3 separate regions of the Sus scrofa genome follow, and regions 2 and 3 are each linked to region 1. Evidence: chromatin contacts called from public Hi-C and HiChIP or PLAC-seq data. All regions are on one chromosome and are shown on one strand. Each heading gives the region's core, a stretch centred on a gene start, on an enhancer-like site or on the middle of the called end of the contact. The rest is flanking DNA. Distances are from core to core; before and after follow the strand shown. Region 1 holds the start of ARID3A (AT-rich interactive domain-containing protein 3A). Region 2 holds the start of TMEM259 (membralin). Region 3 holds the start of ABCA7 (ATP-binding cassette sub-family A member 7).

Region 1 (2,700 bases), core at 197-2,696:
GGAGCTGACCTGGGGCCTGGCCCTTAAAGGGTGGCTCTTCTCTGCTAACTCCCCTGAGTCTCCCAATTCTGCCTGATCCTGGGCTGGTTGTCTCCACCCTCTCTGGTACGTGTGTGAGGGGGCAGCTGGGCTTGGCTGTTTAATAGCCTAATGGTGGAAGACTCCCAGTCACCTGCTACCATTCGGCACAAGGCACAAACAGCCTTGTGGTTCCAGAAAGGTTGGGTTCCAGAAAGGGGCAGGCAGAGCTCTGGTGTGGTGGGGGCGCTCCCCTGCACTATCCCCTGACTTAGGAGTCCCCCAGAGAGCAGGCCTGCAATGGGGGCGGGTGATGTGTTAGGGAGGACCCCAGAAGATGGTCAAGCTGTGCATCATAGAGGAGAGGGCTGCCCACCCCCCACACAAGATTAGGGACTCCAGTCCCTCCCCTTGGGGGCCCTTGAGAAGTGCCAGCCCTCTGGGTGGCCCCCTCCAGCCCTCTATACTTCTATTGTGGTGTTATCTGGGCTGCAGCCTGGGCCCCTGAGATTAACTCCCAAGGGTGGCCCCAGGGGCTCACAGCCTGGTACCTGAGTGCACACCCCTGCGCCCACCTTCCCAGTAACCTACTCTGGGCCTCAGTTTCCCGCTCTCTGAATTGGAGATATTAAAAGAGTCTCCACTACACGATAATGTGAACCTCATGTGGGCACATGGCCTAATAACCAAGAGCTCAGAAGTGTAAGTTATTATTATTGAACTACTATTACCAAGAAGATAACCTTGTCTCTCCTGCTGGACGGCGTGGGTAGTCAGGTTCCCAAGAGGAGGTGACCATCGAGGGTAAGGGTCTTCAGGAGTTAGCGATGTGCTCTCCCAGGGATCCAGGACGCACTTTCCCACCCCAACGCCTTTGCCAGCACGGTTTGCCCCCGCCCCCCACCGCGGGGCCTGGCAGACGCGCCATCTCCCAGACCCCTCCCCACCGCGCAGAGCCCCCAGCGCAGGGCCCCTCCTTCAGATCCAGCCATCCAGCCCTGCCCTCTTTTCCGGTCACCGCGGCTCCTTTCTTTACCAGGTCTCTAATCCCCATTTTCCAGATAGAGAAACAGAGGCACCACTAGCGGGGTGGGGGGGGCGGTGAAGCTGCTTTCTTAAGTTGCTTAGTCTAAGGGGCAGAGGTGAAACTCTGAGCCCGGCAGATCTATCCCGGGTGCTCGGTAAGATGGGGGGGGTTCCCCAACTGGGCTCGGGTCTCCTAAGCCCGTAGAGGCGGAGGCTCAATTTCCTAACCTCCCCTCCTGCTGGGGCGCTCCCAGCCCCGCCCGCGCCCTTGGCGTCCTGTGCGCTTCGGGCCGCAGCGCGCACTTTGCCCACCGTCCCTAGATAGGGGGCGGGGCTTCCAGCGTCCCTGTTCCCCTTCCCTTTTATTATTTATTATCACTTAAAGGGGCAGCGACCAGAAATTTTCCGTCCACTCTCTCCCCCTCCCCAACACCTCTTGGGCTCGTCGAGCTTCGTGCGACCGAGCGCCGGGGGCGAGGGGGCGTCCGGGAAGGGGGAGGGGGCCTCGCGAGACCCCTCCCCGCGTCCCGGGCCCCGGCGCTGATTCACCGGCGAGGTATTTGCATCTGAGAGCGATTTGTCACCCGGTGATTTGTCTGCGGGGCGGTGAGCGCGCCGGTGGGGGGAGGGGAGGGGCGGGGGAGGCCGCGCGCGGGGAGACTTTTACCAATCGGGTCGGTGGGGGGTGTAGACGCGGACTCGGCCGACTACTCGGTGAGTCGGCGCGCGGCACAAACCCGGCGGTGGCCGGGAGCCAGCAGCGCGCAGCTCGCGGCCCGGGCCGGAGGCCAGGCGCGGCCGGGGCAGGGCCGGACGCCAGGCGTGGGGCATGCGCCCCCCGAGCGGGCCCCGCGCGGTGAGGTTGGGGCGGGGGGTGGACTGGCCTTTTAAATCGCGGGTTTCGTCTCGGGTGGGCACCGCTCGCCTTGGAAGCCAATAAGTGGGGGTGGTCCCCAAAGTTGTTTAGGAACGTGGGTGGGGGTCCAGGGCCGGGAAGGCGATCCCAGTGGGTAGGAGTTCGGGTGGTTTTCCCTGAGCCCCCCTTGGAGACTTCACCCCTACCATATTGCACGGAGCGGGCGCAGGGGTGACCAAGGGTCTAGAGTGTGCGCCGCACCCCCCACCCCCCCAGTCCCAGCGGAAGAAAATGGTCTCTTTGCGCGCGCGGGGGGCTATGGTCTGGGTTACTTCATTTATCCTTCTTGGAATCGGTTGTTTTATTCCGGGCCCCCGAGGGAAGCGGGAGCGCCGGGTGGGGAGGGCAGTTCCCTGGCGACCCTCCCCAGGTTGGATGGTGTATTTATAAAGTGTCGGCTCTGGGGCAGAAATGGGACCCTGAAGGGGACACCATGGTGCCCGTGGCTGGGGATGTGCTCGACCCGGGCCTTGACTCTTTGGCAGGGATCTCCAGGAAGAGCCCCCCCCTCCCCGCAACTCCGTCCAGTACCCCCCAGACACAAAAGCGGGCGCAGGAAGCACAGGGAGCGCGCGTTGGTCAATTCCAACGTTCCGCGGACCCCGGGAGGCGGGTTTGTCAATAATCTTCCGTTTTTAGTCGCCGGCCCGGAGGGGCTGCCCCCCCACCATGCAAATCAGCCGCTTTCCAAGAAGCCTTTGAAATCGGACTGGGGTTTCTGTCGTCTTATTTCTTCTCCC
Region 2 (2,700 bases), core at 161-2,660, 71 kb after region 1:
CGCTTTGCACCACACCAACCAAGTTGACCTGGCTGGCACTCCATGTACCTTGACCGTCAGCACCAGCCTCTTTTCTGCAGATGAAGGATCCAAAACTTACTCCAATGTCAGCACTCCCACCCCAGCCTGGCAGTAACTACAGGACACCAAACGAAATGGCAACCAGGACCCTGGCACCCAGTGAGCTCCTTCTGAGTGAGACCCCTTCCTGGAGGACCCATGCAGACACCCGTCCTCCCAGAACTATCCTCCCAGCTGAAAGCTCTGCCACCAGAGGCAGGACAGGCAGTAGGTTCCCAGGAGGTCCCTCACTGTGCCACAAGCAGCGCCACCGGCTGGGACTTTGTCACTAGCCCTGGCGATGTGACCTCAGCTAGGTCACATTCCCCCGGGAGGTTCAGAGCAGGGAGAATGGGGGTGGGAACAAGCTGAAGGACCAAAGCAGAGCCCTAAGAAAAAGAGGGAGGAGCTTTCGGTGCAGTGGGAGGCCAGGGGGGTGTGTCCTGGGAAGGGGGCATTGGCGGTGGAACCTGGAATCCTCCAGGATTGGAGTTCTGGGCTGGGCCAGGCCAGACTCGGAGGATTGGGAAAGGATCATCCGGGGCTGAGAATCCCAGGCGGCAGGGCCAGGAGGTCCTGGAGCTGGACTGCCGGGCTCCAGCCTCCGGAGGTGGGGGACGCGGGGAAGGGCGAGGCCAGGGGTGGGGTGCGGCTGGAAAAGGCTGGGAGTGAGTTCCTGGAGTCGGGATCAGGAGCCACTAACCGGATGAGCCTCGGGCCTTCGCGGTTGGAAGTTTCTAGGCAGGGGGTCGGGAATGGCAGGCTTAAAGGGAAGGGTCCCAACGGGTAGGGCCGGGTCTATGCCTCCGGGTGGGAGGGGCGCGCTCCCCCCGGCGGGATCAAAAGTCGCAGATCTGAGGGAAGGGTCCGGCTACCGGTGTCAAGGGTTGGGGCTGCGGTCACCTTGAGTAACACGAAGAACTCGAAGAGACGACGGAAGGCGGGAGGGAAAAGGCGCGAGTAGGTGACAGCCATCTTGAAGAAGAGCGCGTGGAAGAGCCGGTCGCGCACGTTGATGAGAGGGTTGGGATTGAGGTTGGGGGTGCGAGGCCCGCGCGCGGGGGCCGGGCCGCCGCCACCGTTGGGCCCGGGCCCCTGTGCCCCGGGCGCCGCGTGCTCCGACATGCCGCCCAGCGTCGCGCCCTAACGGCCCGCGGGTCCCCGAGGACGCCTCCCGACTGCCATCGGCAGTCCTCGCCGCCGCCGCGCTCCTCACGGCCGTAGGGCTACAGCCGCCATCTTCCGCCTCCGTGCCCCAGCTGACGCCAGCGAGTCGCGGCGCGGGCAAGAGCGGCCTCCTTGCGCTCGCGCGGAACGCCGGGATACCGGCGGTCGGCCCGTGGCGGCCCCGCCCACCGTCCTGACGCCTGGCTCGGAACGCCTAGGGGCGGGGCTGCGTTAGTCCCCAGGTCTTTTGCATATTGCCCATGCAGCTGGAAGGCGAGCGATAAAATTAGTCAACATATAAGGATTTTGGAGGTGGTAAAATAAACGTAAGGTAAATGTGACCGGTGAAGATGTTTTCTTTGTGGCGCTCTAGAAAATTATGCTGTAGCTGCGCTTACGTTAGGTTGCCCTAACTGTAAAGTGATCGCATTGGGATCTTTAAATAATGTCCCGGGAAGTATGGCTTTTGTTTTCTTCGCTTTCGGTGGTTCCGAAAGGGTGCTTCGTAACGTTATTAGCGTGTGTGGTGTTTCCGGGCTTTACCCGGCTCTCACCTTCCAGCATTTCGTAGTGGTGGCCCAGGTTGTGTCGTTTACTGAGCGCTGTTTTCATTCTAGAGGCTGAAGCAAAGGCTTTTTTCTTTTTCACAATCCAGATCTTGCCCACTAGCGCTCTTGGCTTTGGCTTTTTGTTCTGTGACCCGGGCTGCTCAGTGGGTCCCTCTCTGCTCCCTGGCCCAAGTGATGTGTACCTGGTCCCTGAAAAAGACTCTGAAACCGAGGTAAGCATTCTTAGAGCCTCAACCATCCCCTCCTCCTGGCTGCCGCCTGGTGCCAAGCCTGGGTGGACACGTCTGGACCAAATTCTCGCTCCTTCATTCATCTTTGAAACGCCTTGGCTCCTCCTGGTAACCAAGGAAGTAATCAGTCCCAACATTCGTTGAGCACCTACTGTATGCCAGGTTCCAAAGCAAGGTATGGGTGGGCTTTCTCAGGAAGCACGGAAGGGCAGATGGAGCTGGAGACCAGGGGCTCAGGCATCCTGAGTGTCGGCCCTGGGGAAGGACTCCCAAAGCCTGCTCAGACGTTTCAGGGAAGTGGCTTACAGTACCCCAGGGCCTGCGCTGGTGCTGGGGACACAGCGGTGGCCAGTGCAGGCTGGATTCTGCCCTCACAGGGCCCAGGGACCAGCAGGAGACAGGCGGACCTCTTGAGGTGGATGTCTGGTCTGGTTCCCAATGGTGAGCACCCCACCGTGAAAGGCACAGACAGGGCTTCTGAGAAAAACCAGGCCCTGGGAGGGGGTCTCTTCTGAATTGCACTGGGGGTGGGGGCGGGGGAGGGGGAGACTTTTCAGCTGTGTCTTGGAACCTACCTGAGGGAACCTTCCAAACCTACCTGCCAGTTTAATCCCACTCCCTGGAGTGAAGACTTTCAGTTTCATAGTGCGCCCTGGCATATCAGTAGGCACTCA
Region 3 (2,714 bases), core at 57-2,556, 90 kb after region 1:
TTGTCTTGTTTTTCTACATAGCTGAATGCTACCAGCTGAGGGTCTTGGGGGAAGAGGGGAAGGCCTTGTCCAGTTGCATATGGGCTGGGGGTCAGGCTTTGGGCCAAACTGTGGGGCAGGGAGAAGAAACCCAGGTAGGGAGGGGTCTGGCCCCCAGTGGTTTCCGGTTGCTTCTTCCCCTCTTCTCTTTTCTCTGCTGATCAGTTTGTGGTTTCTATACCCATACAAGTTTCAGGTAGTTTTAGTGAAATGAAAATACTTTTTTTTCAGGGGGGTGGGGGAGGTGTTAGGAAGGAAGTAGGTCCTCTGGGAGAAGGCCAGGCCATAGTCCCCAAATATTTTAGGCCTTATGATGTACTAGATTTCCCTAGGATCCTTAGACCACCAACTCTAGCCCTCCCAGGTGCCCAGTGGGGACACTGAGGCCCAGAGAGGACAGTGGAGTTCTGAGTAACTGAGGCAAAGCCAGACCCCTCCCAATACCTGATTCCACCCCCCCACCAAGTACTGCACAGGGACCCCCTCCTGGAGGCCCTCCCTGGGACCAGCCCCTGCCCCAGAGCTCTGGGATCAAGAAATAATGTGAAATACCGACTGTGGACCAAAGGAAATAAAACCTCTTTTTAGGAAATGAAGGTGCAGGAGTTGGTGTCCAAGACAGCCTGGGGGGAGGTACGTGGCTTGGATCCCTTCTGGGGCCCTAGGGGGGCAAAGGGCAAACCTCTGAGTAAATCCTCAGGACCAGCCTGGGGAGATGTGGCTTCATCCAGCCTCTAGGCTTTTTGCTTGTGCAATCACTGCCTGGAGTTCCCTCTTTAGCATACTCCTATTCATCCTCAAAGTCCCAACAAGAAACCACCTCCTTTCACGGAGCTCAGAGCTCTTCACACTTGTTTCATCTTCATCATGATCTTGTGAAACATACCCAATTTCCTGGAGAGGGAACCATCCGGAGGTTTTCTTCAAAATCAGGGGGACCATTATGACCAAAGAGTCTAATCTTAGAATGTTGGGGGCCCCTCCACCTTCTGCCGTCACCTGGCCCGCTGTAGGGACCAAGGAATGTTTGTGGAATGAATGAATGAATTAGCGAATGATGACTTTAGTTGAACCCCCATTTTTTCGGGATGGCCAAGTGGAGTCTCAGGGCATTAGAGCAAGTTTGGCTAGGGCTGGGGCCCTCCAGGGTAGAGTGGGGAGAAAGGAACCTCCTGCGACAGGAGACAGGAGCTGCGGTATTGCGGGCGGCTATGCAACGAGAGAAGACAGCCCAACTGGTGCGTCCGCAGGCCAGCCCACTTAGGGTGAGCCAGGCGCCCCACCTCCCCGCAGTGATGCAGCAAGAAGCCAGCGATCCCTTTAAGAAACCCGATTCAGCGCGTCCCTGCTCTGACCCTCGTCTTCCCCCTCTGCGCGCGCGGCTCCTGTTGATCCGGCCTCTGAATGGCGGGTATACAAGCCAATGGGAGAGGACGGGGCGGGGCGGGGCCGGGCTGGGTCCGGGCGCGGCATCTCGCGCAGGAGGCTGCAGGCTGCAGGGGAGCCGCGCCCCTGGTAGGTTGGGGGGAGGGGGGAACTTCCTCTTAAAGGAACCGCGCTCCTCAGCCTCTATCGGGCGGAGGGAAGCCGCAAGTGTTGGGGGCTGGAACGGTGCGAGGGTACCGGAGAGAGACAGGAAAGGCCCTGAGACGCAAAGATGCGAGGGTGCAGATGGGTGGGAAGAGGCAGATTCCGTGGGAGTTAAGAGGTGCAAGCCTAATCCAGACTCATTCGCCTTCACTTCCTGCCGGGGAGTGTGTTGGGGGCGGCAGAACTAATCCCTAATTCTCACAGGGAAGGTGGAGCATTAGACTCACCTGAGAGGGGCTTTGCTAGCATACACCTGCAGCCCTTCTCTCGGTTCCTACGCCCCTCTGCTCTCTACCCCATTTTATCAATAGAAAAACTGAGGCCGCTCCCTCCGATGCCACTCGGAAAGGAGAGTCTTGGAGCGGTGGTCAGAGGCCTCGGGCCCACTCCCTGCTACCTCTGGCGGCCTCAGTTTCCCCATTGTACAATGATGCAGAAGGCCAGGCTGGACAGTTCCAAGCAAGGGACAGGCAGGACCAGGAATCGCTGGTTCCAGGAGCCTCCATCGCCGCCCCGTCTCCTTATTCATAGTCTGAATCTTGTGTTTCTTCTGAGCGAGGAATAAGGGAGGGGAGGGCGGAGCTGGGGCCGTGCCTCCTGCTGGATGAGTCACCTCTCTCTGGGGGGGCCTAGGGTGGCCCCTCTTCCAGCCTGTCATGTAAAATGCTCAGCACAGTACATACCCGTTGCTATTATCATCGGGGAAGACCGGGGACCGGGGACCGGGGGTGGGAGGGAACTCTTCCCTCGCTTAGAGATGAGGCTGGAGGACAGGACCCGGCTGGAAGCCCTTCAGTGGGGCTCAGGGTGGGGGCTGGTGAGGAAAGAGTTAAGTCTAGGCTCCGCCCCCTGCAGGATTAATAGATCGCCGCAGCGAAGCCAGCCGCAGCCCGGGCGGGAGAGTGAGTCCCGGCAACCAATCAGATAAGAGGACGGCTTCGGGCAAGACTCCTATTGGCTTACCCCTATTCCCTCCGGAGAAAGGAGAGCTCCTTTAATAAGCGCCTACGCTCTGCTGGGCTCTAAACGGAGCTTCCAGGAACCTAGCGCGGTGGAATAGATGATGAGATTCAGAGAGGGACAGG

The links. Hi-C and Micro-C count contacts between places; a contact is called where the count stands out from the background. HiChIP or PLAC-seq counts read pairs in DNA pulled down with a chosen protein or histone mark.
Region 2: a contact with region 1 is called in an H3K27ac HiChIP or PLAC-seq map of alveolar macrophages. The contact joins the promoter of TMEM259 here to the promoter of ARID3A in region 1. A contact is called at or near these places in 1 of 5 promoter capture datasets (liver), 2 of 47 Hi-C or Micro-C datasets (liver and skeletal muscle) and 1 of 2 datasets of contacts at active chromatin or transcription factors (alveolar macrophages).
Region 3: a Hi-C map of skeletal muscle shows a contact between it and region 1, with 6 times the contacts expected there. The contact joins the promoter of ABCA7 here to the promoter of ARID3A in region 1. A contact is called at or near these places in 3 of 47 Hi-C or Micro-C datasets (heart right ventricle, liver and skeletal muscle) and 1 of 2 datasets of contacts at active chromatin or transcription factors (alveolar macrophages).

What each region holds. Positions count from the first base shown.
Region 1 is chr2:77,463,662-77,466,361 of Sscrofa11.1, reverse strand. It overlaps ARID3A (AT-rich interactive domain-containing protein 3A), which reads left to right and starts at 1,446. Exons shown (of 9, transcript XM_013994805.2): 1 at 1,446-1,631. LOC102160393 (a long non-coding RNA gene) reads right to left here and starts at 1,283. Exons shown (of 3, transcript XR_001307031.2): 1 at 750-1,283.
Region 2 is chr2:77,392,287-77,394,986 of Sscrofa11.1, reverse strand. It overlaps TMEM259 (membralin), which reads right to left and starts at 1,410. Exons shown (of 11, transcript XM_003353958.4): 1 at 964-1,410. The coding sequence starts at 1,185.
Region 3 is chr2:77,373,941-77,376,654 of Sscrofa11.1, reverse strand. It overlaps ABCA7 (ATP-binding cassette sub-family A member 7), which reads left to right and starts at 1,306. Exons shown (of 47, transcript XM_013994807.2): 1 at 1,306-1,450; 2 at 2,485-2,714. CNN2 (calponin-2) reads left to right here. Exons shown (of 8, transcript XM_003353959.3): 8 at 1-635.